5 separate regions of the Mus musculus genome follow, and regions 2, 3, 4 and 5 are each linked to region 1. A link is a contact called in public promoter capture Hi-C data. All regions are on one chromosome and are shown on one strand. The core of a region is the stretch at or near the end of the contact, and the rest is flanking DNA. Distances in the headings are between cores, read along the strand shown. Region 1 holds the start of 4921507P07Rik (RIKEN cDNA 4921507P07 gene). Region 2 holds the start of Pdia4 (protein disulfide isomerase associated 4). Region 3 holds the start of Jazf1 (JAZF zinc finger 1). Region 4 holds the start of Krba1 (KRAB-A domain containing 1). Region 5 holds the start of Repin1 (replication initiator 1).

Region 1 (5,234 bases), core at 1,962-4,461:
AAAGTAGGCTGGTATAATTGTATACTACGTTAACATTGCCAAATTAACAAAAAATGTGCCCCATTTTATAAGGGCATGCCTATGTCTGTGCTTAGAAACTAAGCTTCTGAAAGCTAGCGTACACCAGGACGTTGATTTCTCACTACCACTAGGAGGAGTGATTCCCTGGCGCACAGGGTCTCCTGCTTTCCGTTGTTTTTTTTTTTTTTTTTTTTTTTTTTTTTGCTTTGGTGAGTGCCCTGTGGTTTCCCTTGGGAGTCATTGACTCAGAACTTGTTTGGAAGCAAGCCTCGGGTATGACAGTGTGGAGAGGCTGCTGTTGTCTTGATGAAACTTCCCAGAGCATCCAGAACACCGAGGGAAAGGATCTTCTCGAGGCTGCCTGGTGGCTCCTTATGCAGGCGTTAAGAAGAAGGGTTGTAGGAGCCCATGGTCGTCCTGGTGTTGTGCTGGAGACTATAGCAGGAAAGTGCTCACATGAAATAAAGGGTAAAGCAAGGCTTGCTTGTGAGAAGCCAGGAATGGTTGTTCTGCTTTCAATGGCCTCTCACACTCTGGATGACTGATCACGTGGGCACTTAACTGTCTCAAATGTTTTCAAAAGCACTGAACATGTCAAACATCTGTTTACTTATTTATTATTAATAAGAGTATTTTGCCTGCATGCATGTACACCACATGTGTGCCTGGTGCTCAGAGATTTGGGAAGAGGGCATCAGATTCCATATAGCTAGAGTGTGAGCTAGCACCTGGACCTGGGCCCTCTGTAAGAACAGCAAATGCTCTGAAAGCTGAGACATCTCTCTAGCCCTGAAAAAAATTTCTTTTGCAAAGAGCAGGTTTATAAATTGAAATGGATCCATGAAACCCGACCAGGACAGTAAGAGCCTAAATGTAAGAGCAGTCTCTTGGAGAACCAGTATTGGTGCTCAGACCCTGAGGGAGACCCTTGAAGAGCTCCAGGCCTGGTAATAATTACTTATCATTTCACAGGTTTCAGACTGAAAAGCCAGAAAAAACAGGTAGAAGTTACAAGAAAGAAAAAGTCTTTTTAGAAACACCACAAAGAAAATGATCAACAATCAAGAACAGACAAAAGCAGAATGGATTGGCTGTGTGGAAGGTTTTTGTTTTATGAGTGTGTGTATATGCATGACTGTATGTATGGTACACGTGTGTGCAGTTGCCCTAGGAGGCCAGGAGAGGGCACTGCATCTTCAGGAACTGGAATTACTGGTGGTTGCAAGCTGCCTAATGTAGGATATGGGAGCCAGACTCACATCTTGAGAACCAAACTTGTGTCCGTAGGAAGAACAGCAAGTGCTCTTAACAGATGAAGTATCTTTCCAGCCCTACTTTGGAAGTGTTTAAACTGAGATAAGGTGGCTTTCTGTCTTAATTCCCTAAGAATAAAGAAAAAAGTTTGTTGTATGTGTTTCTACGCAGATTGTGAAGCCAGAAGTTGACATTAAACATCTTCCTTGACCGCACTTCACTTTTTGAGAGTGGGTCTCTCACTGAACTTGGGGTTTACAGATTTTACTAGACTAGCTAGTTATTGAGCCCCAGGGATTCCAGGGCTCCTCCTGTCTCTGCCTCCCCAGCACTGGGGTGACAGGTTCATGCCACCTTCACTTGCTTTTTATGTCCCTTTTAATGCTTCCTATTTTACTAGGGATCAAATTCACATCTTCAGGCTTGTGTGATCAGCACTGTGCCAGCTGAGACATCTATCTACCTATCCTCGTCTACAAAGAATTATTAGGGGTTTGGCCGTGTGAAATTAGAAGAACACACCTACACAAGGTACTTAGAAACAGAGCCTTATTCTTCCTCTAAAAATCAAGTAAATCACAGGGTTGGGGGTGTAGCTGAGACAGAGTTTGGCGAAATATGTGTCTGTACCCTACATATATCACAGGTGAAAGAGGGTAACAGTTCTACTCTATTCATGGCTGTCATGAGGAGCGAAAGGTCTACAACAAAACACAGCATCATGTTTGCCACCAACTCTGGGATTCTTTCTTGGCAGAAGGTGTTGGTGGGCAGGCTGTTAGTACCGTAGTGCTCTATTAAAACACTCTCCAAGTGAAGGAAGGGGCCATCCTAGGGTTCTAGAACAGGGCTGGAAAGGTAGGTTGGTGGTAGTGTTTGCCTTGCAGGCATGGTCTGGACTCAGTCCCTAGCAAAACACACACACACACACACACACACACTTGTAGAATGCAGTGGAAGAATATGCCTCCCTTGTTATAGCCTACAGCCCTTTTCCAGTTTTAACAGATTAACCATGTAGTTTACTCATGCTTTGCCTTCTCCTTCATGTGATATATGGGAGTGCTCACGTGTGTGTGTGTTATAGAAAAAGTCACGAATGCAACGACATCTTTCTCCTGCGTTTTTCTAACTTTTGTTTTACCTGGCTTGTGAAGCAGTTGGCCGAATAGTTGTTTCGTACGGGGTGTGCAGTCCGTTAGAGTAAAAGGTGTTTGACAGAATGTCAGCTCCTTCAAGGTTCCTGCAGCAGTGGGGCCTGCCGTGAATTACCTCCATGCTTCTTGCCTAAAATGTTAGTCTGGAGATAAGTAAATAGATAAAAATGAAAATTTGGACTTGTAAACTGCCTTGGTTAGACCGGACAGGAAACAGTTTCTGCTGGCAAAATTCAACTCATCGATGCACAAAAACCAGAGGCTTATTTTCTTACTGGCTGTGAGGGTCTGTGGATGCTGTCAAACCTGTGGAGATAAACTGAAGCAAACCTGCAGAGTGGAAGATGAACACATTGTGAAACAATTCATGTCTCACCTCAAATGTAACAATATTCAAGAACAATCAGGTAACTTCTAGCGCGGGGGCCTTTCTAAGCAGGGAGACTCGTCATTAACAGGTCAAGAGCCCTTCCTCTCAAGGCTCTGCAATTCTGTTTCTCAGGCAGTTAAACTGGGTGGTGCGCACCTCTGTCCTCATGGGGGACATTGGGTTCCCCAGAGCGCTGGAGAGAAGCCCGTCCCTTCGGAGGACTCCGGTCCCTAGAAGCCGTGCAGCCAGGGGTCGCACGCACCTGACACATCTGCCCCGGAGCGCTGCCCGACCGCGTCTCCCTTTCTTGTCTCGGGATCTGGTGGGTCTCCTCTCCGCGGGGCGTGGAATTTCGTGGTCTTCCGCACCTGCGGGCCCCGGGAGCGTGCGGGCAGGTGCGGGGGAAGAAGGCCAGAGGGCTGCGGGCAGGCCGGGGCGGGGTTGAGGCTGCCTGTGACGGCGGCGGTGACCGCGCACTAGGTAACACATCCTGAGGGTGGGGCGCTGGCCGACGTGTGGCGGGGAGCCCTTCAGAGGATCTTAGACCACCAGAATTGGAAGAGAAGCCGGAAGTGAGGAAAGAGGGCTTTGTGGCTAGGGGAAAGGTGGAACCGCCGCGTTTCCGCTTCAACCTCATGCCTGGCCCCGGAGTCTTAGCGCCTTTAAACTCCTGCATGTGCCAGAGGCGCTCAACTACAGACTCGGCCCCGCCCCTGCGCCCCGCCCCCTTCTCAGGCCCCGCCCACCCGCCTCTCTTCGCGGTCCCTGGGGCCTTTTTCCTTCAGGCCTGGTCCCGCCCTTCTACCCAAGTCCCACCTCTTCCCTCCCTCGCCCCACCTCCTGAGGGCACCAGTCCAGTCCTAGGCCCCGCTCCGGCTCCGCTGCCTCACGCCCCGCCATAGGCTGACCTCAGGCGCCCTCTGGCGGCGCTGGCTTGGCAGACTATCTGATCTACAGTTGCCCTAAGTTGGGTGGGTGAGCATGCTTTCTCAAGGTGTGAGGGAAACAAAAGCTCTGGTCCTGGGAAGGAGAGAGAGAAGATCTTTGTGTAAAAAAAAAAAAACAAAAAACAACAACAACAAAAAAAAACAGATTGTTACAGTTTGCAGTGTGATGTGCTCTTAAGTTCGTCAGAGTTACAGAAAAGCCCAAGGCAAGGAGGTATCTTTTCTACTAGCTGGTGGTTCACCCAGCTTCTCACAGCTCAGAAGAGTTGGAGATCTACTGGTAGCCTATTGAACACTATATCAGAGAAAGGGACACTCTCAAGTCCTAAATTATGGATAAAGCTCTTGCCATAAACCAACAGGATGAAGAATTTGGGAAGGGTGCAAGCCCTGGCCTACAGGAAGGGAGCTGGACTTTCATGGTATCAGGGGAAAAGCCATCATCTTTCTTCAAATCAGTACAGCAGCAGTGTTTGGCTTTTCTCAGTGCTTATGTTGCTTTCTGCAGAATTGAATATTAAAAACTGCTTGGTTTACAAAGGTCTTTTGAATTTATTATTTCCAATTAAGAGACAAGGGAAACCTGCATATCAGATCTTACACTCTCCTGACTCTTCGAGGAGCCAGAACAGTTAACACTCCCTCCCCCTGATGACTCTCGGGCGGGGGGAGGGGGGCAAATTCCAGCCTTGGGAACAGACGAAAAGCAGCATAGTCTAGCCTCCACATCACTGAAATGCACACCCCCTTTTGATTAACAACCAACATTTCTCCTGTGCAGAAGGGTCCTGCCCTTGAAGGAAGCAGAGGCTAATATCCTTGAAATGATAAAAGCCCACTCTGGGACTATGGAAAAGAGACAATTAAGTGTCCCCAGACAGCTGTGACGTTTGTAGAAATACACCAACTTCTGATAGCACAAGTTTCTTTTCCCAGATCACAAAGGTCCCTTTCCAGCTGCGCGGCTCTGCCCCACTGTCTGAACCAATGCTATCAGGTTTGAAGGACAGCATTCCTTTACCCCTCGTGTAATGCCAAGGCTTGGAGACCCCGCTTGCGGTTTTTTTTCTTTATAACCCCCCTTTGCTTAGACCTGGGGGTTTACTCTCCTTCCTGTTCCATCAGGAAGGTTGGTGGCCCGAGCTTGAGCTTGAATAAAGACCCTCATGGGATTACAGCAGGTTGTGATTCCTGGTGGCCTCTTTGGGGTTTTTACAGTCTGAGCACAACACCAACACTATTAGCCTTAAGTGTCAGGAATACCCATTAAGTGTGGGGCCAAGGTGTGCTGAGGATTCATGCTGCAGAACAGATTGCCTGAGGGCCTTACTGGGGAGGACGAGCAAAATGCCTTCTCGGAGTGGGGACACGAGAGAGACAAGAGACCAGGCGACAGAACAAAACAGACAGGGCAGACACAGACAGAGCTAGATCTGGGTGGCCAGGGTCTTTTAAAGGATGTGCCTGCTGCATAGAGGAAGTGTG
Region 2 (5,234 bases), core at 1,455-3,954, 2.8 Mb before region 1:
GGTCTACAGAGTGAGTTCCAAGACAGGGCTATACAGAGAACTTCTACCTCAAAACAAACAAACAAAAAACAACAACAGAAACCCGAACAAACCTTAAACAAATAAAAAGAAAAAAAAAATCAGCAAAAACCTGAAACCATGCATGCTTGGTTATCTCAGATTAAATTTTTAAAATTTTAATGTGAGATGTTATTTCTGAGTGTTTATTTCTGTTTTTAAAGTTTTATTTTAAAAATTATGTGTAAGTAGGTGCATATGAGTGCAGGTTCCCAGAGGCTCTGTCCTGGAGCTAGAGTTACAGGTAGTTGTAAGCTATCTAATGTTGGTTGTTAGGAATCAAACTCAGGTCCTCTGGTGGGACAGAACATACTCTTAACCACGGAGCCATTTTGCCAGCCCTCAGGATTGTTTTGTTGTGATAGAGATCAAACTTAGGGTCTTCCACATTTGAGATAACTGCTCTCCCACGGATTTACATCTCCATCCACTAGGTTTTTTTTTGTTTGTTTGTTTGTTTTTGTTTTAACTCTATCTACGTTCCCCTGATTAGACTTCACTTTTAAAGTCAAACATTCCAGCTTGGAAAAGCATATCCAAAACTTCCGAGTACCTTCTGAAAGGGTGCGATCTCTTTTGGCATAAACCAAATGAAACATCTCACATCCTGTCTACAACCACCTGATGATGACACTGCATCCCTGACCAGGCCAGGCACTGGTACTTACTTCTTCAGCAAGGCCACACTCCACCTTGCCGAGGAGCTAGTATTGGCTGAACAAACAATCATTAGGCCAAACTCAAACAGTAAAGAGTGAACAACAACAACAAAAACAGAACAACAACAACAAAAACCAGAACGTTAACTAGTGCTCAATCAGGAGAGATGATACTTAGTATGGACCAAGCACAATGAGTGAAACTGCATTCTGCCTCCCTTTGCAGTGCAATACCTTGCACATGGTAGGTAACTGATATATCACTAAACCACACTGCCAGCCCTACCAAACCTGAGAACCTAGCCTAAGAGGGCTGTCTTTGGCCCAGACACCCCAGGGATTCTTGGGTTCACCAAGAGCAAACACTCCCCCAGAGACAGCACCAGTGACCCAAAAGATATACCACTGGCTAGTCTAAACAACCTTTGAAATCCACTCACCCAGGCCTCTCAAGAAGTCACACTTTTCACACTTCCTGGCATTTTAACCCCTGCCCAGAGGCAGGCAGAGCTCTTGAGCTCAAGGCCAGCCTGGTCTACATGATGAGCTCCAAGCTACATAATGAGACCCCCATCTTGAACAAACAAACATACATCACCCTAAAACTGACCACTGTCTCACAACCGTGTAGTTTTTAACACGTTCTTAAAGCATACACCAAACTACACTGGTTCTCAAACTTTCATGTGTCCCCCACAAAGCCTATTCTGCTTTGAAAAGTGAAAAATTTGCTTAAAATGAAGACTCTGCCCTCTTTCTGTTTCAATGTATTTTGGGTCTCTATAAGAAATGAGCCCTCAGTCAGTTTGGACAAAAGTGCCAAGATATACTCATAGGTAGGACGGATAGTTGGCCCCTTTCAGCAGTCTCTTCATTTCTACTCTTTCCTACCTGGGCAAAGACTCATAAATCAATGATCCACAGGAATCTTACTCAACCTAGGAGTATAAAGTTCACATTCCCCCTCCACACTAAACTTTAAAAATGGGGTTTGTTTATATTAGACTAAACCTAGTAGGCAACAAGTTAGTGGTTAGAAGGGAAAGGTGTCGATCAGACCCGTTCTCTAGGAACAACGTTAACTAGTACTTCCTATTTTCAAAGTTTTTATGTTTTCGGTAGAGGATTTCGAAGAAAGGGTGCGGGCATAACGTCTATGAGTTACACATACTGTTCCTACTAGAATACATGCACCACCAGCCTCGACTTTCAAAACACAGTGCAGCGACTGGCAAAAAAAGGCGCTGAATAAAATGCTTGTATACGGCAGCTCCAGTTTCCATAAAAGACGAAAACAAAGCCTGAGTTATTTCTACTTCTTGATATAGATGCCCAGTATCTGCGACTGCCTCTTCCAGGTCCTACTAGCGGCCATCCCGCCTCCGTTTTCTAAAACCGGTTTTGGAAACGAGAGTATTCTCCAGAAAATTTTACTCAACAAAGGGGCAAATCTCAGTAGTGAGGGTAAAGAGACGAGCTGCGAACCAGGCACTCGGCACGTCCCTCCGTGTCCTAGTCTCAGGTAGGAACTAAAGAGGCCCACACCCCTAGATTCGGCCCTACACTGAAACTCCATTAAGTTCGTTGCTACCGGGTCACTAATTCCGCAGGGGTGTGAGCGAAGCACCCTGTCAGGCCCCAGCAAGGTTTGCAACCCACGCGAGCTGCTCCTCCGACCCGCCCTCCCGCTCACCTTCGTGTGCATCTCCGGCGCTCGCAGCAGCCAGCAGCTGTGTCAGCGCCAAGAGCAGGACCAACAGCCAAGCTTTCCGGAGCTTCATGATTGGGTGCAGAGCTGGGCCTGCAGACACCGGCCACCGCAGAGCACTCGCCGACCTCCCGAGCGACGCCGGAGCGCACCAAAGCCTCCAGGAAGTTCAGGCCGGTGATTGGTTGGAGGTAAGGAAGCCGCGGCCCGTCCAATCCCCGCACGAATCAGGGCGAGAGCCGTGGCGCCCCGCCTACACCGCCCCGCCCCGCTGCCTGAGCCCTCCGCGCGGGCGCGCCCCTCAGCTCCGCGTTTAAAACTCCGAGCCCTAGTGTGAGGTGCCCCCTTCTGATTGGCTGTGCCGCGACCACCAATCACGGGCTGCCACTCGGTTTGCTTGGAGCGCCCAGGTCCGGAAAGAGTGCGGGGGAGAACAAAGGCAACCAGCCCTGCACAGGGAGGCGGGGCTTGAGCACTCCGAGGGGAGGGATTGGTTGGGAGGTCAGCTCCCTTTGGCCAAGCTTGGCAGGAAGAACACGTGTAAGAAACTCAAGGAAATGGTGGGGTGCATGTGTAGGCTCGTCCGTCTGAGGCTGTCCTTGTGCAGGAAACTAAAGAGGACAGAACTTTTGGGAAAAAGTGAGATCAGAGATCCCGCCTCTGTTCCCCTGTTCTTTGGCTTCTTGTTTTTTCTGTTGAGCATATAAAAGTTTGAGTTTCTTTCCTAGATACTAGGTTCGGAGAGGTATATGAAATAGATTAGTTGTTTCAGAGCTGGGTGGGCTGACTCCAGGTCTGTGGAGGCAGAGACCCATGACTTTTAGTGATATCCTGTCGCAAAAAAAAAAAAAAAAGAAAGAAAGGAAAGAAAGAAAGAAAGAAAGAAAAGAAAAATTACAACTTGGACTCCATGACTAAGTCTATAAGTCAGAGTCTTGTCTGAACGTTGCCTTGTATTATGATTTTTCTGAAGAGAGAGAGAGAGATAACCAATCTAGTGATTTAGATCTAGAAATAACCGTGAGTGTTTTGGAAAAGAAACTAGGTTTGCATGTCAGAAAAGAAAGCTGTACTGGCATTAGGGTTAGCACCTGTGGATTAACATATGATATGACGTAGAAGACAAATGAGGCTAAATAAATAAATCTTAGAGAGTCCTGCAATATTTTCTGATGTATACAGGAGGAGAAAATGAGCTGTATTTATCACTACTCCCCTGGGTTGTCATTTTAGCACTATTAGGCTAGGTTCCTAGGCCAATTTGAATATGTGTTTTCCTTTACTCCTGCAGATCTCTCTCTAGAGAAGTAGTCCATTGGGATTGTCTATCTACTAGTGTATCTGTGACAATTCCTGCATGCATGTCCACAGCCAGAAGTTCAGATTATATGTTTTGAAAACTAAATTAAGACTAGACAGGCACACAACCTACATGCTCTGGATTCATGAGGTTTATGATTGATTCTATCTAGGTTAAACCACAAGAGATTACTGCAGTCTCTTGTGTTTTCTGTAGAACTCAGTGATGGTTCTACCTTTTTTATTATTCTGATATAATTCTTTTCTGTAGTTTCAACTACTTTGGAGTCTAAAGCAGATCATTTTAGCCCAGAAATTCAAAGCTAAACTGGACAAGAGAGTAATGCCTCGTCTCAAAACAAACAAAACCAGATACACACAAACCTATGACCTCTCCTCCAACATAAAACAAAAATAGCTCCATTTCTTTTAACTTTTATTATTTTATCTGTAAGAGTGTTTATGTGTATATACATGCCTGATGTATTCAGAGGTCAGAAGAGGGCATCAGATTTTCTGGAGCTAAAAAGTGGGTGCTCTAGACTCTCACGTGTGTTTGTTTTGTTTGTTGTTTGTTTTTTGGGGTCTTGTTTGGTTTTATGTTTGTTTGATTTTGCTTTTTGGTTTTGTTATTGGTGGTAGTGGTGGTGGTTATTTGGTTTTGATTTTCTTTTTTTTTTTTTTTCTTTTTTCTTTTTTTTTTCTTTTTTCTTTTTTTTTTTTTTTACAAGAGCACAAATCTACTTTTATTTATTTACTCTCCATTAGTTTAAATCTGGGATGGGTACAGCATCACACGGATTCTGTGTCCAATGGCCTTTGCAGGAAGGTGGCTTCGGAATTTGGCACGAACCATACAGCTGTTTCCGTGGGCCCGAGTGACTTTTCCCCAGATCACTCTGGTTTTGTTTGGTTTACCTCCAGGAGTTGCTGTATTGTGTTTTGCTTTATACACATAAGCACATCTTTTGCCTAAGTAGAACTCCTTTTCATCTCGGGCATAAACGCCTTCAATTTTAAGAAGAGCCGTGTGCTCTCTTTGGTTCCGGAGACCTCGCTTGTAGCCAGCAAAAATGGCCTTGCACCACAGCCTTCCAGACATATTTGCTGTTAGAAGTCCTGTTCCCAGCAGGCCTCCACAGGTGCCAAGATGGCGGAAAGAGTGGTTTTGATTTTCAAGACAGGATGTCTCTATGTAGCCTTGACTGTCCTGAAACTCACTCCGTAGATCAGGCTGGCCTGGAACTTAGGGATCTACCTGCTTCTGCCTCCAAGTGCTGAGATTAAAGGTATGTGTCACCAGACCCAGTTTTAGCCCCTCATTTTTATTTTTATCTTGTTTTACGTGCATAGGAGTTTTACTTGCATGTATGTCTATGCACTACTTACATGCCTGGTTACTTGAGGACGCCAGAAGAAAGGGTTAGAACTCCCATAACTGGAGTTACAGGTGGGTATGTCCCATTATGTGGGTGCGGCAAATCAAACTGAGGTCTTCTGGAAGAATAGCT
Region 3 (5,234 bases), core at 1,885-4,384, 2.5 Mb after region 1:
GTAGCACTTCACAGTTACCCAGCATGTGAGTGAGTGAGTGAGTGGGGCAGGCTTGGGCTTAGAATACTTGGGGTGTTTACGGAGACAGGACCTAGCTCCAGTACCAAACAAACAGAAATGAAAGGAAAAAAAGCAAAGAGCAAATCAGAAGAACGTGTGTCTTTAAGAAGCATCTTGAAGGAGGAAAAATGCTGCTTAAGAAAAAGACTAGTGAAAGCAGATTTATTTTGTCTTTGAAGCCACAGTTCCTTGTTCCTTACGAGAAATGGAAAAGAGTAAAAGCAAGAGCTGTGGCTGGAAGCGCAGGGTAAAACTGGTGTTTTGAAGGTGACGCTACAAGCCCAATAATCAGAATCACCATACACATGAAAATGCAGCCATGTAAGCGCATATATATATGTGTGTGTGTGTGTGTGTGTGTGTGTGTGTGTGTGTGTATGTGTGTATATATGTACATACACATATATACATACACATACATAAATCTATACATACATACACATATATACATATACGTACATACACATACACATAAATCTATCTATATATATATATATGAGAAAGACTGCCACTCACAACTTAACGTGGGTAATCTGAGTGATAAACAATAGTAATAATGAAAACTACGGATTTTGAAAAGTCTGTCAGTGCTTTTGACTAGAGATTAAATGGTAACAATTCAAAAGGAGTCTAACCCTCTTACAGATATATAAGATACTAAATAAGACCCTTGAATAAAACTAAAATAACATATACATCTTAGGTCTCTTCATGAATCTTTAATGGGGCCACTAGCTGATTAAAACATTAAATCAGTGAACCAACCATTTACAAAAAAACAAACAAACAAACAAACAAAACCCCTCATTATCTCATGTATAGAGCTTATCGTATATCACGTGTAGAGCAAATGACAATAAATAATAAAATGTAGAGCTTTCATGAGTACTTCTGTATGTTGACTCTTGCTTCTTTATCTAAAGTGTATTTATACAGCACCAGCTAGGCCAAACGTTCTTCTTCATGAGCTCCAATCCTATCTCTTTCTGCATGGCCCGCTGTCCTGTGAAGGCCTCTTCTCATCTGAGGCACACAGCAGTTCCAGTCAGCCTCTTCAAGCTTTGGGTTCAAGTGTTTGTTCATTTTAACATCTATTTTTCAAAAACTTTGCTGGAACAACTATTTCCCAAGTATAATAACTGTTAGCCTTGCCAAAACAATTTAAACTTCTTTTTCAATCCTCTCACCATTGAAAGAAAATAATTAGACCTTTGGGAGTAAGATATCATCACTTAAAAGTTTAGCTTTAGAAAATTCATAAACCCTTGACCCTCTTTAAAGATAGCTGCACAATACTGGGAAAACTTTGCCAACTCAAAATAAGAGGCTTATGATTTACCAATGCTAGTCTAAATCATCTGGCTCCAAGTTAACTCGTAAGAAATAATTGTGTTTAATTCATGTTAAAACTAAATTATCTTTCAATCAGCAGGTAGTCCCAAGTTAAGAAAGTTAACCAGATAAAAGTATTACTCATTCAACTTACATAAATTAACTGATGAAATGGATGGAACTTGGGATAACTGTTTTCTGTTATCATTTCTGTTTAGTTTAATAAGTAAGGGGAGTCCAGTGAGGAACTGGGAAAACTCGTCTTGAAACTGCATCACTACAGTTTAAGCCATGATGAGAAACTTTATACCTGGAGCACTTTTAGCTATGACTACTCAGTCACGATATGATTCAGCAGCTTTGCTACTCTATTAAACCGCTTTTCAGACCACCAATACTTGAGAGCATAGGTTCTTTACCTCACCTTTATCAGAAGACATGGGGAAAACTATTAAGGAGATACTTTGAAACTTTGAAAAATTTCAAAGCTTGACAATTACTCATCAGATTTCTGTTTTCAAAGGCATTCTGCAGACAGTTTCCATGATTAGCTCCCATTCTGGATGGCCCAGCAAATCCCGCTCTAAACTGGCACTTAGCGCGTATTAAGCGCCCACTGTGTGCAAGGAGAAAGCATTCTACAAAGCAAAGGGGCATGAGGCTCTGCCTCATTTTATTCGTGCATAAATGCACAGCAGTCGTGATTTACTCTCTCAACTTTGCAGAAACGTGAGCTGCATCCACATGGTCGAATCCATGTCATTCATTTGGTCTTCTCGAAGCAATTCACAGGTAGCCTCACCCAGGGAACCGGCTGCCCTCTTCACCCACCAGGCCACTCCGGGGAGCGGCCACACCTTCTGCAGGTGGCTGGGTCTTCTGAGCCAGAAGCACCAGACCCATCTCCCTCCGCAGGGGTGGGGATGAGCGTGCAAATGTGATGCAAGGACTTCCGTGGGGCGCAGGACTTAGGAGGTCCCTGGGTCCCGGGAGACACAACCGGCCCCGCGGGGCGCCCCTCCCCCGCGTCCCCGCGCCCGCGCCGCGCAGGCCCCGCGGGGACCGGCGCACCTCCGGCCTAGCCGCAACGCGGGCGCCGCGACACGCCCGCCCGCCGCCCGCGGGCTCCCCTCTGCTACCGGGGCCTCGGGGCGCTCCGGCCAGGGATGGGCGCGGCCCGCAGCCGCCCGAACCGCAGCCGCCGCGCCAGGCCGGGCCCCGCGCCCGCGCCGCTCAGAGCACGCAGCGCCCCGCGCCCCGCGCCCGCCGCCGCCGCCGCCGCGGCCCCCTCCCGCCGCGCCACACCTAGCAACCGGCGCTGACAGGACGCAGGCGGGGGAGGAAGCGGAATGGCTGCCGCCGCGGCGCCTCCCCGGCTCCCGCCAGCCTGACAGCTCGGGCCGGGCGGAAGCGGCGTGCGGCACCCGCCCCCCGCGGCCCGCGCCCGCCCTCACCCTGCGGCCGGCCATCCCCGCGCCCCGCGGCCCTCCACGCCCGCACCTTCTCGGGCGCCCGGCCCGCGCCACCCCGGGGCTCGCCCGCCGCCCGACCCCCGCCCACCCGGGCCTCACCGATGTGGTTGTCCTCGATGTGCTCGATGAGGTCGGCCAGCGTGGGGAAGTGGAGTCCGCAGCCCCCGAAGCGGCAGGTGTTGGAGAAGAAGGAGGCGGCGGCGATGCCTGTCATGGTGCTACATCGAGAGCCCCCCGGAGTCGGCTCTGCGAGCGCCGCGCGCGCGGAGGCGGAGGGAGGGGCCGGGGAGGGGGCAGGCGCGGGGAGGGCAGCGCGAGCCCGGGACGGAGGAGAGGGGGCGCGAGGTGGAGCGCAGCGCCGAGCCTCCGGGAGGCAGCGGGAGGCGGCGGGAGCTCGGGGGAGGGGGCGGGGAGGACTCGGCGGCTGGGAGGAGGGAGCAGGCGCGCGCCTGCAGCTGTGCGGGCCCCAACCTCCGCGACCCAGGCCTCACCTGGCAGCTCCCGCCTCCAACTTTACGTCCCTGGGCCTGCCCTTTCGCCCTGTGAGGTGCCTGCAGTCCGCTTGGAGCCTCCCTTGGTTATGCGCGCTACATTCTTAATAGATACACATCTATTAATTACACATGCTTTTCACCCCAGAGGAGCACTCAGGGAGTTACCCAGCCCTCTTAGGGACATTTGTTTGCACTTGGCCACCTGTCTAGGTGTGACGATGGTATTCACTAGGGACCCAGGAAAGGTAATTGTGTGCACCTTGTTCTTTAAACTTTCTCATTTAAAAAAAAAAATTAAAAAGTCCGTATTCTCTGGAGGTTAGTAGGAACTAATTGATTTTAATGAAGCTTTCCCCCTAGGCCAGAAGAAAAATCTTAGCTTTATTTAAATTTCAAAATAGAGCGCTTGGTTGTCAAGTGCATTTGACTGTGTTTTACATATGTATCACGTTTGTTCTCCCTGATTCTTCTGAGAAAACAAAAATCTCAATTTCTTTACCCCAAATTCCCGCACCTCCTGAACCCCGTGTTGTGGCTCAGGTCTGGCAGTGCTGCTCCAAAGACGAAAGGGGCAAGTGTAGAGGTTTGGAAATGAAAGTCAAAGCAAATTCGATTTTCACTTAAAAAGAAGATTTCACCAATCAGTTAGGATTATATCATCCTGTGAGCATTTAAGCCATACTGTTGACCAGATAGCCTCTTAAGAACCAGTTCTCTTCTGGTCTCCAACCGCAGTTGCAGTTACATTTTACCTACAAGGTGTATATTTTCTTCCAGGTGTTCAAGAAGCACCAGGAGATGTGCATGATTCGAGGGTGTAATTTTTAAAAAATTTATTCATGCATTCTGAATTTAGCATTTGTCTTTAGAACAATTTCATTTACCCGCTGGTGCATATACCTAGAAAAATAACAACCCTGTCTTTTTAAACTGCATATACCACTTGTGTTATCTCTAATATTAGGATTGTTAGGGCACTTCGTGTAAATGTAAATGCAGACATATGCAGTATTTCTGTCACCGGAGAAAATTTTCACAATCTCCCAGTCACAAAGGCTGAGGCTGAGTTCTCTCACCCATCGACATTTTTGTCTGGTCTGTCGCTTCTTTGAGCCTACAAGGTGACAAATTTGCCAAGGGGAGAGTTGAGTTGAGTATGGTTGGGGCAGCAGGTCATTAAAGTTCAGTTTGTTGCCAGAAATAATTTCCTGGGACCAAGTGAGGATGGGGGAAGGGCACCCAAGGGCTTGATAATGAGCCAGGGACCCGCTAGGCTGGAAGCTGGGGCCAGACAAGGGTCTAAAGAGCAGGAGGTAGAATTCTCCACCGTGAATTAGAATTTTGGCAACTGTGCAGTGTGCCCTGCTGCCCAGACAGGGAGGAAGGCCGTTAGCTGAGAGCAAGCAGGATATCTGGCAGATAGACTTCACGCCCAGTGACATGGAAATGCAATGAGAAAACTCCAGCCAAGAATGATGCCAGATCAGCCTCCTTAGAGATGCTAGGCACCCCAACTCTGCAGCAGCTGGGGGAGTGCCCCGAGCCTTGAGGTGACAATTCTGTTCTCAGGAGGAATGACTCTCTATGTGGAGTTATCAACTGCAGAGAGTGTAGGAGGCCCAGAGGTGGCTCAAGCAAGAGAACTCCTCCATGGAAAGGCCAGGAGAGTGTAAGGGAAAGGAGGAAGGAAGGGGGCTGGGAGCTATTAGTACATACCTCTTGGCTACCTTCAGTCCCTACCCTCTACTATTACAAAGTGTGCCTGCCAAAGTAAAAGCCTGGTCAGCCAAATTGAGCATATTGATTATTTTTAATGTGAAGAAGCAAAGTAACTATAAAAATGAATTATAATTTTCAAAGAGTTCAAATTATTTTG
Region 4 (5,234 bases), core at 685-3,184, 2.2 Mb before region 1:
AGTTAAGCTCTCTGAATAGCAATGTACTGAACAACTAATTGGAATTACTAAGTTTCTTTTTTAATGTATTCGATTTCTATTCCATCCCTTGAGCTCATGTGAAATTGTTGAGATCAAACTAGAGCTACTTATGTTAAACTGATAGAATCACTATGTCAACCACTGACAGAAAATGTCAAGAAGCCCTGGTGGTAAGGATGGGGTTTCCTCACACATATCTGCTGATAGCAAGAATGGCCACAAAAAACTGCCAAGACCACAACCTTGCACAAATGCCATAGCAACCTTGTAGGGAAAAAGCTCTTCTACAAGGCTGCCCACCCAGCAAGTGTCTGCCCAAAGCTGGACTAACAACACCTTTGTTATAGCCAAGGACTATCATTTCAAAACAACTCTGCAACCTTGCTCATTTTAGAATGCCAGCACTCATGATGCAGAGGCTGGTGGAGCTCTGTGAGTTCAAGGTCAAACTGGTCTTGTTACAAAGCAAGTCCACAATAGCCAGGGCTGGTTACACTGAGAAACCCTGCCTCAAAAAAAAAAAAAAAAAAAAAAAAACAACAACAACAAAAAAAACAACAAATATAAAATCTTTTCCCTTCCCTGAACACAATCATTGTTTGTCATGGTATCACATCCCAGACTACCACCCCTGTTATCTGGAGTAAAACTTTTTAATGTAAAGATTATAAGGGCTGGTGTGGAGGCAAAAAATAGTCAAAAGGGTAATGAATGGGCAGCAGTTGTTTCTGTAACTTTAACAACTGGCCATTCAGCCAGTTTGATGGTGTAAGCTCTTCTTAGTGACAGATGGCCCAAATCTCCAAATGTTGCACCAAGCCCAGACAGGAGGACACTTAAAGCAAAACAGCGTCAAGACACTTCACATGCTGTAAATTATGTCTTCCTTTTTTCTTTTTGAAAGGTTTTGAGAGGATTTTGTGGCTTAGGGATCATAGGTCCCTGGCTTGAGGCCTAGGACTTACCCTGAGATGCTACTGGAGATGGACTGAACTTTCAGTTTTCTTTTTCCATGCTGCGGTCCTGTCCTTAGAGTGTGAAGGAAGAAATTCACTCAGCTGTGCTGGGCAGTAATGTTAGTGGTCTCTGCTCGATCATGTGTTCTGGCATGCCAGCATACAAAGCCAGTATGCCAGTGGAGCCCACGTAGGCCAGAGTCACTAAAGAGCTATGCTGGGGTGGCTAGGGAGAAATCGTCCTTCCTCGGATCGCAGATAAGGGGACGCCCCTGCAGACATTTTTAGGAGTGGAGAGCCGAGAACAAGTCCTGGGTATGGTGGCTTCTGCTGTGGCTCCAAGCACCTGTTTCAAAGCTCCAAAAACTTCTCTTTGAGTTTTTCCCATACAATGAAGGGAAAGACGAGGGCTCCAGGAAGGAAAATGAGCCTCAAAGTGCAGCCTAAGGACTATGTCTGCACCACAGAGACAGCAGCACAAATGAATCCAGAGATGGGGCACACACTTAGTCCACACATCATACATATATTTAAGCCTAGCGTTTGTCAGGAACTACTGGGGCCGCCACCATCAGTGGGCAACACGAGCAAGCAAATAGTCACATAAAATGTAGTGATGCAGATCAGTGTAGCGGTGAGCCACTGTGCCCTGGCCCTCAGCCACTCAGGGTCGGGTTTACGTGACTGCAGCCAACGGGAGAAACTGGTCCCTTTTTATCCATGCATCCTAACCTGGCACCTGTACAGGGCGCACTCAGAAAGCGCCGGATGCTAAAGAGAACGGAGGAGTGGATGGTTGGTTATTTGGATGAACGGTTGTTTGCACCTGAGCATGCGCAAGCCGCAAGCTCGACAGGATGTAACTAACCAGTGCCAGGCGGGTGCCTGAACCTGAGGAGCTAGAGGTGTGAGGGACGGAGCAGTAAAGGAGAACCCCGCCACACCCCCTGAAGCCACGCCCCAGGCACGGCGCCCTCTGGGAAGTGTAGTCTGCGCTTGCGTCGTTACCGCTGTGAGGCTGGGGGCTGCGGGCGGAAGCGGGACCACCCCTCCCGGGATGCGAAGCGCCAGACCGACCCAGACGAGCCAACTCTGCGGTTCTCGGTGTAGCGAGTTCCCCGGCCCCGCTTCCTGTCGTGCAGAACTGGGCCGCTGTCCCCGAGGGTCTCGAGGGTCTCGGTGCAGCCTCCAGCCAGAGCCGCACCGGAAGCTGGGTGGGCCAGGGAGTCGCGAAGCTGAGTTCCGCCATGGCGCTCCAGGTAAGACGAGCCGTTGCGGACCGACGAACGCCGCGGTCGGGCTTCTTGGTGCAGCGCAGTCCCCAGGGCAACAGGCCCGGGAGGATCCGTCACCGCCGACTTTGAGCTCGAGTGAGCCGATCAAGGTCGGCCAGTGCCCAGAATTCCCTAACCAGAAGTCTAAGGCTCTCCCCTTCTCCCAGGACACACGGACCTGGAGCTTTTTTTCTACCTGGGGAACTCATTCCTTTGGCTTTTCATTACAAGATCGTGAGAGGGTGTGCACGACTGAAGCCTCAGCAGGTCTTGGGGGAATAACTAAATCTGACATTTATTTTTGTTAAGATACGTAATCCCCGTGAATTGGGCCGGAAAAGTGGGGAGAAAGAAAACAGATCGAAGTTAATGCTGGTAAAATATGTCAGTCCCAGAGCTGAAGAAGAGCCACATCAGTTGTTGTGGCCTAGGTACAGTTTCGGCAGGATCGTGGGCTGTGAAGATGCCAGGGCAGTTGCTGCACTGCCTTCTGGGTAGACACCCAGAGTCAGATGTGCAATTTTGGTCCACGAGCTTTGGCCAAACTTAGGCAACTGTGTTGAGGTCGTGGCTGGACATCACTAATACCCCACAAGAATCTCAGGAGAAACGATAAGCCAGGTAAATCGAACATTGTCTGGCCTGGAAGCGTCTTTTTTAGCTATGGCTAACAGGTAGCCCAAGACTCTTGCTCAGATACTCCCACTGGCCCCATCCTAGAGTCTGCTTATTTGGGTTTTCTGTTCTGTAGATGAGGGAATTGAACCACAGATCTCTCCAACCTGATGTTCAAGGAAGAGTATTCATATACTGCATAGAGAAGATGGTCAGGCACGGTCTCTGAGAGTACAAGGTCCCAGGCTAAGGAAGAGGGGCAGAGATGGTCTAAGATCTTTATGTTCATTGTGACAGGGGTGACAGAATCACAGGGGTGTGTGCACAGTCTACAGTTGGGGACAGTGAGTAGCAGCCATGGTACAGGGTCTGACCCTGGTAGCCTGAGGCATGCTGGGGCAATGGGGCTAGGCTGATACAAGACTGAGTGCTGAAACTAAAATTTCATACAGAGACTGACACAGTTTCTTAGGAAGCCATCATGGGAGTTATGAGCAAGGAGATTGATCATCTACAGTGGTCCTAGTTAATCCTGGAAGGTTTTCTTCTGATGATTGGGCAGAGGTCCAGATGGCAAGCCAGCGGTAGCTGTTCTGAAGTTAATCTCCCCATCCACTCTGTCTCTTCCCCTTCCCCACTCCCTGTCCTTCACACACACTCTCTCTTCCTTTGCTTTTTATTTATATTTTTGGAGACAGACTCTCATGTGGCTGAAGATGACTTTGACCTGACTGACCTTCCTACAACGGCCTGAATCATAGGCATGTGCTACCATATCTGGCTTTGTGTGGCACTGGGAACTTAATTCCAGCGCATGCTAGGCAAACACTTTACCATCTGACCAACATCCCCAATTCGACTTCTTCCATTTGGGAAAGCTCTGAAGGGAGCATCTCTCCACTCAGAGCGAGTTCTCATCCGCATCAAAACAAAACCCTGTCAGTGAGGATGGCCTTTTGAGGCTAGTTGGAGAGAGGCCTGGAAAACATTGCAGGCAAAGGCCTAAAGGAGCCAGCTATATTTAGCCTTGAGATAAAGAGCCACCTATGCTGCCCCCCAGAGTCAGGAGTGGTGTATAGAAGAGCCTGAGGTGGAGATTAGGCAGATAGCCTTGGTGACACGAGCCACAGCATTTATGCTAGATTTATTGTAGCCTATGGTAATTAATCCTGTCTGTACAGTATCCCTGTGGACTAGGATATGATCCACTAGTACAGATGAGTTTGCTAATGCTCAGATAGGGCAGCCATTTGGCTGAAGTCCCATGACTAATATGTGGTCATTCCGTGCACCTTAGGTTGTGGCTCTCAAAAGGACTGAGCAGTCTCACAAAAGACTAATAGAAATGCTGTGGCTTGACAGTATCCTCTGAATTTCACCTGTTAGGAACTTAATGCCTAGTGTCATGTTTATGCTTTGTTGGAAAGTCATTGGGGTTGATGGGTGACTGGGGGAGTAGTCTTGTTTAGAAGGCCTTTCTGGCTTGCTTTCTCTGTTTCCCCATCAAACTGTCACGTACCATACGATGTGGCAGGGAGGCCTTCAACCAGCATGGCCCCTTGACCCTGGATTTCTCAGCATCTGCAACTGTAAGAAGTCAATTTATTTTCTTTATAATCACCCTGTCTCAGGTATTCTGTTATAGTAATCGAAGCACAGGAGGAGGGAAACCAGGTGCCTACTTCTAGTGAGAAATGAAGCTGACAAACTGAAAATGCATGCAGATACAGCTGTTGAAATATCTTGCCTCCTGTCTCCTTTGTATTTCTATGTTAAAATACCTAAGATGGGTCACTTATAAAGAACAGATTTTGGCTGAGTGTGGCAGTGCACACCTTTAATCCCAGCACTTGGGAGGCAGACTCTCTTGTGAGTCTAAAGCTTGCCTGACCTACATAAGTTCTAGGACAACCAGAGCTACAATAGTGAGGCTGCCTCTCAAAAAGCAAACAGTAACAAACCAGATTTCTTTTCCCCCCACAGTTGTAGCTGCTGAGAAATCTAACGTGTAAGGCAAGGACCTGGTGCCTGGCAAGGGTTGCCTTAATGTGTGGTTAGCTGCTTTTCTGGTTCTGACCACAGACCTAGCAGAAACACCTAAGGGAGGCCAGGTTTACTATGACTCATGTTTTCAGGGGGTTCAGTTGTGGTCATTTGACCCCTGTACTTGGGCAGAACATTGTGGCAGCAAAGTGTGCATTCTCTACGTCTTGGTGATTGGGAGATAGGGGGTTGGGTATGAAGGAACCAGGAGTACTACATCCCAAAGGGCCTTACTCAGTGATGTATTAGGTCCACTTTGTAAAGTTTCTATAGCCTCCTAAAATCATTCAGCAGACAGGGAACAAACTTTTAAAACATGAGCTTG
Region 5 (5,234 bases), core at 1,669-4,168, 2.0 Mb before region 1:
TACTGTCTCCGGCCTCCCAGGGCTTCAAGCTGTCCTCAGCACCGTTGCTATCCTCAGTGGTGGGCATCTTCTGTCTCGTAACAGGCCAGGAAGGACAGAGTGCCTTTCTGCATCTACTCCTTAATTGTCCTCGGCCCCAGCAGCAATCTTTGTATGGGAAGGTTCCCGCTCTGGTCTCTCCCACTGTTTTCTTTTGTTCACCAGCTGGGAGAGCCAAGGAGGCAGGGTTATGTAGGATTTTACAGCCAGTGGCTTGTCCTTTACCCAGGTCTGTGTGGGATTTGCCTATTGCATTCTCTCTCAGAACAGCTCTGAGGGTCCTTCGATCGGCCTCACACATGTTGTCAGAGGCAGCAGTTAATATGCAACATTACAGGAAATCTACTACAGTGAATTCTCCCATCTTCTCCCACAACACCTCAATTCTAGCTTTTCAACAGCCAGCCAGCCACTCAGAAATCATTAACCAGGACTTTTATTTCCAGTGACGATATACTACAGTTAAAAGCCTCTCACCATTTTCTCTCATTCTGGGAAGCCAGCATAGGTCATGAGAAGACTCAGTGCCTACAGAATAGAAGATGTTTCATTTTGATTAAATATTTGTGGTATACATAAACTAGCACTGCCCACACATAAAACTGCAGTGGTTAAGGGTGAGGCTGGGTAGTGCTGCTGTGTTCTCATCACCCACCCACCATGCAGCTGTGTGGCCCCTGGCAAGCCTCTGAACATCTCCCAGGCTCAGAATGTCATTTGTAAAATGAGGAGCAGAGAGTTTGTTTCATAGGGATATTGAGGGGATGAAATGAGTTGTGTATTTGAAGAGTTTATCACCACACTGGACATAAAAATCAAGTCTTCCTGAGGGTTTAAGCATCCCTATAAAACATGCAGGTGAAACCAGTGGGTCTTACTGCATGCTCTTCTGCAACACACTGTTGTGCTGGACACATGCTCTGCCGATGCCCCTTCTATATTTGTGGTGAGGGAATCTCTATAATCTCAGCTGTACTTCCCACTTATTAAGGACTCCACAGTAAGAGGAGAAGTATGACCCACATAGTGCAGAGATGCACATCTCCACTCTCTCCAAACACAAACAGGGTTTCATAATATTGACACGTTCTAAAGTTCATGTGGAAAAACAGAGGAGCAGTTCTAGACAAGGAATTTGAAAATCAAAACAAGACAGAATCATCGTAGGGAATACTGAAACCGTGAAGTGTTAAAATCCACCGTCTGCAGTGAAACTATCATCATAAAGAGTAGCGTGGCCTGGGCAAGATCACTCTCCAAACACAAACAGAAAGGTGCACACCAGAAAGAAAAGGATGGGCAGGTTTTAGCACATAAAGCCAAAATTTTATCACTTCAGAAATTAGCGTTGCTAAGTGAGGTGGGCATGCCTGTGATCCCAGCACTTGGCAGACAGGCCACCGGGTTTGGGTATGAGGCCAGTGGGGTCTGCACAGTGAGACCTTGCCTCCCACCCCTACACCCCCAAAGAACAATCTTTTGGGGAAAATATTTTCCACACATATGACAAATGAACATCTTTAAGCATGAAACCCAAACAACCATCCCAACTTCCCAGCCTTGAAAGTGAGCAAATAGAAAGTCAGGCAAAGATAAATTCTCAGTAGTCATAGCATAAACTGGTTTAAAAAAAAAATCACACAAAACAAACAAGTCAGGAAACCAGCAACCCAAGAAGCAAAAATTGAAGCAAACAGTCATTTTAATTAAATTTGGGAAAATAGCCCATGTTGTCAAGGAAATGGAAAAAAATGGTCATTTCTCAGGGATAACTGATGAATCTTGTCTTTGACCATCTGTTTCTACCTCCAAAAGTTTGAACCTGGACATGGGTAATGAGACATTAATCTATAAGGACATAGGAAAAATATGTAATCGATTTGCATATTTATACAGCCATTAAACTATATATATATATATATATATATATATATATATATATATATGTTTTAATATAATATATAAGAGAACAACGAAATGGGAGAAAACTTACAATATCTTAAGTGAAGAGCCAGCATGTACAGTTGCAAGGGATAACCCAGGCTTCCCCAATATAAAATACTATTCAGAACACTCGAGTATGTCAAACACCGAATGTAATTGGCTTTAGGAGGCTAATATATGAGAGGGCTAGATGGCCCTTGGGAGAGATTTTAAAAGTGTTTTTTTTTAAAATAATTGTACAATTCAAAGCTTGTCTCTGTTGAAAGCATGAAAGGACACGAAATTGCACTGGTCTGGAAGTTCCAAGATGGGGTTCTTTTGGAAAGCCAAGGCCACCTGCTAGTGGGTGGTGAGTCATGGCCACAGGCTTGCACCTGCCTCCGCAGACGCCACACTGGCTGCTGTGCGTTTCCAAGGGTAAACGACCCATTTGTGCCAACAGCCACCTGGGCCCGGCCTGCATCTCTAGAGCTTAGGCCACTCCGGATCTTAGTTGTGGGAATAGAGGGCCTTGCAGAATTCACAGTTGCGGGCCATTCATTCTTCATCCAGATGCGCTCTGTTGCCGTGGTGCTGTGTTCCAGCCCTAAGCTAGAGCGGACTGGGCAAAGCCCCAGGCTCGACGCCAGGAGAACCGTTGGTGCCCTGTCTAGTTCTCTCTGGCTCTGAGTTTTGAAAAAGACAGTAAGGGTGGACCAAACACAGTGACCACAGCCTGGCCACAAGGTGGCCCAGGGGCGAGCATCCTTTTCTGGGCAGAGGGTTAGGAAACTGAAGCTCGGGCCGGTGGCCAAACCGGAGCTGGTGGCTGCCATGGCGATGGAGCCGGGGGCCCTCCCTGGCCTTGTGCCGGAGCGGCAGTGCAGCGGGGTGACCTGGCCCGCCCCGCCCCCAGGCCGCGGCCGCCTAGCCGAGACTGACCCTCCGCAGCTCCTGTAGTCACGTGGAGCTGGGAACCCAGCGCGTGGGGGGAGGTTGGGGACGGGCCTGGCAGTTGTGAACTCGAACCTGCCGCTGTCGCCGCTGCGGGGCGGGGAACCGGCCGCAGAGGCCGGCCTGGTGCTCTATGGATGGGCGCTGCGTCCCTGGAGGGCACGCGGGAGAGGTATGGGTCGAGTAAGGGCGCAGGGGCCACCGAGGGCGTGCGAGGGCAGCTCCACCTGTGGGGCGCGTGACCGTGAGTGTGTGCGGCTGTGGGGTTCGCGCGCGCGCGCGGAATATGAAAGGGGGGGGGGAGTGTTGAGGCGCGGGGCGAGCGCACCTGCGCACAGGCTCCGCGGGCTGCGCTGTGCGTGGGACCCGAGATGGCCCACTGGCTGGTCCGAACCGGTCCAGCGAGCCAGCAAATGTGGACGGAGGACACGCATCTATACAAAGGGGGAGTGTGTGGGCCTGCTGCCACCCGGGGCTGCCCTAGATGACCAAGGAAATTCTGGAGAGTCCTGGGCACTCTGGCGCTCCCTGCGTAGACCCTCGGGAGACAGGCCTGGAATTTATGTTGCGCGGAGAGTGGGGGAAGGGGAGGCAATAGGGATTCCAGAGTTACTGCCTAGGCAGCCCTTTGGCCACTGAGAAAGAGCCTTGCAACAGATGGAGGAGGCTATTCTTCTGGGGCCCTACCAGGCTAGGAGGTGGCCTCCAAAGGCAGCACTGTGCTTCCTCAGTAAAGGGTCATGCTCATGCTTTATTTAGTTCAGTGTCCGCTAGGTCATTCGACCAGGCTGGGTATGGAGTTCAAGGCTGAACTCTGTAGCCTTGAATCTGGGAGAGACTGGGTGATGACACAAACCTGCCCTGGCTTAGCGCAGAGCCTCACACTCGTTCTTTTCTCTCCCTTCCCCAGGTAAGGCTGACCTCTCAGCAGTTAGAGGTCTGAGCTCTGCCATGGGGATAGGGATGTCTTTATTGCTACAGTTTTCTCTGTCATCCGGGGGCTACCGAAGTGTGGGCCGAAGCAGCCGAAGTCTCCCCAGGAACATCCCCAGAAGGAGCTGGAAAAAGCCTCACCCCCAGCTCTTCAGTCTTCAGGGTAGAGTTTGGCCTTTCTTGTGCCCTCAAACCAACCCATAACTCCAGCGCTCATGTCTCCTATACTTGCAGGACAGGGATGTACTGGGGAAGGAATCCATTCTCCTATCATGGAGTCTTCCCTGGGTTCAGGCGGGGGTGGGAGTTGGGGGTTGGTGGGGTTGAGTCATGTCTGTAGTCCCCCAAAAGAGAGCAGGCTGTAAAGGAATTCAGGAGGTTTTGCCCGGACAGAGGCCACGAACAGACATGAAAAGGTCCCTGGGAAGTCTTACTGCCACCCCTGAACTGACTCTGTGTAGGAGGCTCTCAGGAATCTGGGTTCCCCTGTGGGGTATAGCTGAAGTGGGGCAGTCCTTGGCCCGGTTTGGGCAGGACCAGGCAAGGGACAGAGATTATGATCTCTTCTTCCCACCCCTTTCTTTACCCCAGTAATCCCTAGCCCCCTTAAGAGATGCTGAGCCAGGGTTCTCCCTCACTCCAGGGGAGGGGCAGCAGACTGTGGGTGTTCCTTGGATTGAGAAGTGCTTGCCTCTCCCCCCTCCCCCCAATGTCCCAGTTGCAATTGCTTGGGTGTGGGTGGAGAAGGGCTGGCAGGCAGACTGTGGGTAGTCTGGACAGGTGGTGGCCTGGTGTTAGTCTGTGCTAGTAGAGGCACCTTGCCCACCTCCCAGGTCTGAAGAAAGGCTGTTTTCACTTGCTCTCCAGGCTTAGAGCTGAGCTGGGGAGGCTGGAAGTACCTTCCTCAAGGTTTTAGTCAGATGGTTTTTGAGGAGATCTCCACACACCTAGGTGTTAATGCGGAGCACACAGTGGCCTGGGTGTTGACAAGATCCTGTCTTGTGTGTCCGCCCCAAACCTCCCCCCATCCCGTCCTGCCCCCCCCCCCCACCTTTGGTTTGCTCATCGTTTACAGTATCACCTCAGGCAAGTCCTACCACTGTTTTATGCCCCACACTTGCTTCATGTGCCAATTAGGGAGCTCTGGTGTGGTAGAAGAAAGTGCTTGCCACAGGGAAAGGCAATAGGGGGGTTGCGATATGTAGGGTACAGTAGGAATATTCAAGAATATTTTCTGTAAGACCTCCTGACACAAGGTAGATACTATGGGAGAATCCCAAGGAATACCAACATGTCTCCCTTCTAGAAGTTTCCAGGGCAATAAAGATACAAAGCTATTCCCTAAGATAGAACCGTGAGGGCAGTTCCTAGAGGGAGGCGTTCTT

Evidence for each region. Promoter capture Hi-C pulls out the DNA fragments that hold promoters and counts their contacts.
Region 2: a contact with region 1 is called in a promoter capture Hi-C map of pre-B cells, with 3 times the contacts expected there. The contact joins the promoter of Pdia4 here to the promoter of 4921507P07Rik in region 1. A contact is called at or near these places in 2 of 39 promoter capture datasets (cranial neural crest and pre-B cells).
Region 3: a contact with region 1 is called in a promoter capture Hi-C map of liver, with 4 times the contacts expected there. The contact joins the promoter of Jazf1 here to the promoter of 4921507P07Rik in region 1. A contact is called at or near these places in 3 of 39 promoter capture datasets (hippocampal neurons and liver).
Region 4: a promoter capture Hi-C map of pre-B cells shows a contact between it and region 1, with 2.6 times the contacts expected there. The contact joins the promoter of Krba1 here to the promoter of 4921507P07Rik in region 1. A contact is called at or near these places in 2 of 39 promoter capture datasets (liver and pre-B cells).
Region 5: a contact with region 1 is called in a promoter capture Hi-C map of hippocampal neurons, with 3 times the contacts expected there. The contact joins the promoter of Repin1 here to the promoter of 4921507P07Rik in region 1. A contact is called at or near these places in 2 of 39 promoter capture datasets (hippocampal neurons and pre-B cells).

Annotation. Positions count from the first base shown.
Region 1 is chr6:50,593,379-50,598,612 of GRCm38.p6, forward strand. 4921507P07Rik (RIKEN cDNA 4921507P07 gene) reads right to left here and starts at 3,212. Exons shown (of 10, transcript NM_027564.3): 1 at 3,065-3,212; 2 at 2,420-2,575. The coding sequence starts at 2,553. 5430402O13Rik (RIKEN cDNA 5430402O13 gene) reads left to right here. Exons shown (of 3, transcript NR_027892.1): 3 at 994-1,487.
Region 2 is chr6:47,810,808-47,816,041 of GRCm38.p6, forward strand. It overlaps Pdia4 (protein disulfide isomerase associated 4), which reads right to left and starts at 2,705. Exons shown (of 10, transcript NM_009787.2): 1 at 2,410-2,705. The coding sequence starts at 2,497. It also overlaps the pseudogene Rpl35a-ps7 and a transcript of Zfp786 not described here.
Region 3 is chr6:53,065,490-53,070,723 of GRCm38.p6, forward strand. It overlaps Jazf1 (JAZF zinc finger 1), which reads right to left and starts at 3,135. Exons shown (of 5, transcript NM_173406.3): 1 at 2,964-3,135. The coding sequence starts at 3,078. Gm33097 (a long non-coding RNA gene) reads right to left here and starts at 2,506. Exons shown (of 2, transcript XR_377680.3): 1 at 1-2,506.
Region 4 is chr6:48,393,652-48,398,885 of GRCm38.p6, forward strand. It overlaps Krba1 (KRAB-A domain containing 1), which reads left to right and starts at 1,935. Exons shown (of 18, transcript NM_001347152.1): 1 at 1,935-2,236. The coding sequence starts at 2,225. Gm16630 (predicted gene, 16630) reads right to left here and starts at 1,757. Exons shown (of 5, transcript NR_152250.1): 1 at 987-1,757.
Region 5 is chr6:48,590,965-48,596,198 of GRCm38.p6, forward strand. It overlaps Repin1 (replication initiator 1), which reads left to right and starts at 2,919. Exons shown (of 3, transcript NM_001079901.1): 1 at 2,919-3,088; 2 at 3,827-4,012. The coding sequence starts at 3,868.